Regions from separate parts of the Gossypium hirsutum genome. Here region 1 is linked to region 2. The links are chromatin contacts, called in public Hi-C maps. All regions are on one chromosome and are shown on one strand. The core of a region is the stretch at or near the end of the contact, and the rest is flanking DNA. Distances in the headings are between cores, read along the strand shown. Region 1 holds the start of LOC107929820 (sulfite exporter TauE/SafE family protein 4). Region 2 holds the start of LOC107894833 (probable xyloglucan endotransglucosylase/hydrolase protein 33).

Region 1 (2,700 bases), core at 188-2,687, 140 kb after region 2:
GAAAGGCTAGAATTGAATTATAAATCTTTAAAAATTCAAAATATAATTATTTATCAAGTTTCAATTTCTAAAGGACTAAAGTGAACAAAATTTCAATTCTGGGGATGCCCATGCCTGCCTGATACAAAAATAATAAATACAATGCGTTTTAATATTATGGTTATAGGAAAAAAATAAGAAAGAAAAGTTTTAATTGCATTTTATGAAACGCTTTGGTAAAGAGGATTTAATGGACATTTACGAAGGTTAATATAGAAGGTGGTCATTTTTCTTATCCAACTTTATTTGCTGGTATTTAATAACTTTTATTAAATCAACTCATATTATTATCTCTCACTGAATTAAATTTCTAAAATATATAATTTTATTAGAAAAGGTTTAAAATTCAAATTTCAATAAAATTCTTTTTTTTAAATGCTATAAATTTGTCATTTTATTTAAAAACCAAAGTATAAAGAATAAGATGGAAGAAATATGATGTTTAGCAAAAAAAAGAAAAAAAGAAAAAAAAGTTAATTTAGAAAACGTGTACAATCTGAATTAAATTTCTGTGCTTTAATTGACTGTATCGGCGGAGATAAGATTAAAGCCTTGCAAGTTGCAATCCTCCCTAAAATGTGGGGCCTTTATGTTTTTTATGTTTTCAGAATCAATAATGTACGGCTGCTTCAAATCGTCATTCCCCGTTGAATAAGTTTTAAATTTGCTAAATCTCAATACTAACATTATAAATTTAGCCTTATAAAAATTTTCTTTTAATTTTTTACTCTTACTCCTCCAAAATCAGTTGAATTATTATTTTTATAATCAAAATATTAATTAAAATAGTAAATATTTAAGCATTGTTACCCACATCATAATTCACATGTTTCTCATGTTTTTTTTTAAATTTTTTTTGGAATTTATATAAATTTTTTTTGAAATTTATTAATATGACATATGAAATAAATAGTAAAATTTCATTATAAAATATAAATGAATTTACACACAATTTTTCATATTAATATTATTAAAAATTTTAACGTTTTAGTCATCAATTTGGTTAAAAAGTAATTTGATTTTCTTTTGAAATGTTAATTTAACTCAAAAAGGAATAAAGATTCAAATTGCTAAAAAATATAAATATTGAAGACCAAATATATCATTTTACTACTCTAAAATAAATTTGTTAGTTCGGACAATTTCGAATTTTGATTATTTCATATTTAAATTATTTAATTTTTTCTTTAAAATTGTTTGTTGAAATTATTTCCAACTTGGAATTATTTTAAAATAAAATTAATAATTTTTTTATATATTTGATGAAATTGAATTCAGATTAAAATTAATTAAATAACAAATTCAAGTTGAAATGGACATGGACAAATCTAATTTGGCAGCCGTGAAATACCACCTTTTTGGTTTTTCTTCCCCAAACTTTCTCAATCCAATTATTGAACACGAATTCCAGCCAGACACAGAAACCAACCAAACAACACTGGTAGTAGAAAATTTGAACACCTTTTACAGTTTTTTGGTTTTATATTTGCTTAATATTCCTACAGATCCTTTTTAAATTTTTATGGTCAATTCTTTTCGAAACAGAGCAGTTGTAATTGAGAATTAATGAAGGTGTCGGTCTTGCCACCCAGATTTAGCCAAGTGGAGTTGCATGTGTGATTTCGTATATCCTGACAAATTTATGTCTGACTTGCCTGCCTCCTGCATGTGAATGTGTTATGTTTTGTCATGTAATGTATAAATCACCCTCTCTCATTCTATAAAACAACGTCTTGGCTTCTTCTATTTCACTCCCACTTTTTCCATTCTAGGTTCTCTTATTATTGGTCTCATTAAGGCTGCTCTTCTGCTCTCTTCCTTCCCAACACAACATAAGTTATTCTGGTTTTTAGTGGAGGCGCCGGCGGCGGCGGCGGCGGCGGCGGCGGTGGCTGAAATTCAACAAATCTCGTAATCCGACATGGCGACCAAAGGGTTCGTTTTGTATCTGCTGTCGGGTTTTTCGATAGCAGTTCTCTCTGTTTTGTTCATCCAAAAAAGCAACAACGACGACATGAACCAGAGCTCAAATCTCTTAGAGTCCCCATATAATTTATCCACCACTGAAAAAGTTTGGCCTGTAAGTATTTTTTTTTCTCTTTTGTCGTAGAAGATCTTTATATATTTAGGTTTTGAATGGTGTTTGATTTGGGCAGGCATTGGAGTTGAACTGGAGGCTTGTAATGGCGACGGTGATAGGGTTTCTAGGATCAGCATGTGGTACGGTGGGCGGCGTTGGCGGCGGCGGCATTTTTGTTCCAATGCTTACCTTGATTGTTGGATTTGATACCAAATCTGCCGCTGCTATTTCCAAATGTAACTTCTTTTCTTATTTTTTCTGTTCCTTATCTCTCTGCCTTTTGAATTTTTGAAATCCAGTATCTCTAATCTCTAATTTAAAAATTAAAATCACACACCTTTGAATTTTAAATAGCAACTTTTAAGTATTAAAATGTCATATATTTAAATTTAACAAAATATTATCGATTGGATTGGATGAAATTAAGGGATTATTATATGAATTGGCTGCAGGCATGATCATGGGGGCATCAGCATCGTCAGTTTGGTATAATCTTAGAGTGCCGCATCCGACAAAGGAAGTGCCAATCATTGACTACGATTTGGCTCTTCTTTTCCAGCCTATGTTGATGCTTGGCATCA
Region 2 (2,747 bases), core at 248-2,747:
AGCGGATGAGGCTGAGGTTGTAGAAGCTAGGGCGATCACTAAAGGGATCGAACTTGCTGTTAAAAACAGATAGGAGAATGTGTTTCTGGGGACTGATTCTCTTATTGTCTTCTGTGAAACTAAGAAAAATGATTTTAAGAGAAGGTTGAAGTTGAAACTGATTTTGAAGAGGTTTGATACTTTGAAAAAATAGGTGAACAACTTTTTAATCTAAAGGATTAGAGGGGATATTAACAAAGTTGTGGAATGGGTAGCTAAGCATGCTAAAGTGGAGATGTGTTTTGAGGGTTGGATTCACCACCCACCATCTTCCTTGGTGTTTATCTTGGAAAAGGATGGCCTGTCATCTTTGCCTATCGCCTAATTTCGAACTCGACCTAACATTAGTAAGTTGATTTTATGTCTGCTCTTTTAACTTTGTTAGACTCTTATTTTCCTTTGTTGTTCAGTGATGTTTTTCTTTATTGCTAATACTATGGTGCTTTGTTTGTTCAATCAGTACATGAAAGTGTTTTTCTAGCAAAAAAAAAGAAAAGAGGTTAAACTAAAATTGATATTTCACTTTAAAGACAATAAAAAAAAGTTAAAAAAATAAGACATCATACACAATTTAAATTAAACAATTTAAAAATATTCTTGAGTAAATAATTTATCATTTAAATAATATAATAATTTATATTAACAATTTAAATAATTTTAATCTTTTTAACTATGACGTAATATTTTATAAATATTTTCATAATTATGATATTTAAAAATCTTTCACTCAATTCTTAAATAATATAAAAAGATTAAATGAAAATAAATAATTTAATTTTATAACTAAAATTTTAAACTTTGAAACATCAATTCCGCAAAGCGTAGCATATTACTAATTTAAATAGCATATTACTAATTTAAATAATAAAACTAAATATTATCTACAAGCAAAATAAACTAGTTTACAATTGTTTCAACTGCGGTCCAAAATCCCAGTTGGAGCACAACTGAGAATACGAAAAGGAAAGAGAAAGCTCAAAGAGGCCTACCTCCTTAATAGTTCCCTTCGAATCTAGAACCACTAAAACAGAGACAACCCATTACAGATAAAAGCCCCAGATTTAGACTCTGAAGTGAATTTGTAACATAAAACCCATTGCGGCAATTTTTTTTTTTTAATTCTCAGTTTTCTTTGGATTGAAGCTTGAAGAAAGCCAAGCGTTCTAGTCTGGAAAGGAAATGAAACGAAACGAAAGAGAAGTTGGAAAATAGATGAAAGAGCTTTAGGTTGGGCCCATCTACTTTAGTTAATGTCGAAATCAAATGGTCCCAACTTTTGAGCAATCCCACGAGCTGTGCCTAGCAACACAAAATCAACCCACATGAGTACATGTGTTACTGTCACAGATCCCAGCTACACAGAAAGATACCCAGAAAAGGGGCGCCAGCTAGAAACAACTAAGCGTACATTAGGTTCTTTTCTTTCCCCATATATATATATATATATTAACCAACTCTACATCTCTTTTCCTTCATTATCAATTTAGAATTTAGAGAGAAACATGGCTATATTCCAACATATTATTTTGCTTCTCTGTCTCTCATTGTTTTGCGCGACAAGCTTAGTTTCTTCACACAACAGGCATTACACCACTCCAAGCGTTCCACGTTTAACAGACTTGTTTAGCCATGTCTCAGTAAATAAAAGTTTTTCCAACGTTTTTGGTGGACCAAATATCAAGATTCTCAACAATGGGTCCACGGCCACTTTTGCTCTGGACAGAACCTCAGGTGAACTAATCAACACCCGTTTTGGCTTTTTACAGAAAATCACTTTTCTTAGAAATCTAGTTAGCTCTCAAATCTCAGCTAATCTCTCAATGATCTCCTTTCAGGGTCAGGATTGGCATCTTGGAACAAATATAACTACGGATTCTTCAGTGCAGCAATAAAGTTGCCTGCAGGTCTCACATCTGGAGTGGTGGTAGCCTTCTATGTAAGCTTCTTTCCATCTGCATTTAACAATTTGTATATATATATGTATGTATGTATATATATGAACATTTGTACTTGGTTAAATGGCTCATTTGTGATGAAAGTGGGATATCCGAATATGTGCAGTTGTCTAATGCAGACATGTATCCACACAGTCATGATGAGATTGATATTGAATTGCTTGGAAATGATAAACGAATTGATTGGGTCCTCCAAACAAATGTATACGCAAATGGTGTCAGTACTGGAAGAGAAGAGAAATTTTATTTCTGGTTTAATCCAACACTGCAGCACCATTACTACAGCATTCTTTGGAACAGTCATCATATAGTGTAAGACTATTGAAATCAACTCCATGTTTAATCTCACAAAGAAAGCCTAAATTTTGATCACCTTAATGGAATATTAATGAACTGCCTGCCTTTAAAAAATATTGCAGGTTCCTAGTTGATAATATACCAGTGAGAGAGTTCCCAAACAATGGAAAATTCTCTGCCGCATATCCCTCGAAGCCAATGTCGCTTTACGTCACCATATGGGATGGGTCGCAATGGGCAACTCATGGAGGGAAATACCCTGTGAATTACAAGTATGCTCCATTTGTAACTTCTTTGACTGACGTGGAAATGGTTGGGTGTATGGTAAATCCTAAGCAGCCTAATTCATCTTGTTCCAGTGCCAGCGTGTCAAGTATCGACCCTGTCGAAGGACCTGACTTTATTAAGCTATCGAATCAACAGATGTCCGCCATGGTTTGGGCTAGAAGGAAGCTC

The links. A called contact is a pair of places that touch in the nucleus more often than the background predicts.
Region 1: a Hi-C map of leaf shows a contact between it and region 2, with 3 times the contacts expected there. The contact joins the promoter of LOC107929820 here to the promoter of LOC107894833 in region 2. A contact is called at or near these places in 9 of 34 Hi-C or Micro-C datasets (anther, hypocotyl, leaf and 1 more).

What each region holds. Positions count from the first base shown.
Region 1 is chrA01:59,078,259-59,080,958 of Gossypium_hirsutum_v2.1, forward strand. It overlaps LOC107929820 (sulfite exporter TauE/SafE family protein 4), which reads left to right and starts at 1,438. Exons shown (of 12, transcript XM_016861332.2): 1 at 1,438-2,119; 2 at 2,196-2,355; 3 at 2,572-2,700. The coding sequence starts at 1,961.
Region 2 is chrA01:58,938,028-58,940,774 of Gossypium_hirsutum_v2.1, forward strand. It overlaps LOC107894833 (probable xyloglucan endotransglucosylase/hydrolase protein 33), which reads left to right and starts at 1,498. Exons shown (of 5, transcript XM_041111361.1): 1 at 1,498-1,770; 2 at 1,875-1,975; 3 at 2,101-2,306; 4 at 2,414-2,747. The coding sequence starts at 1,542.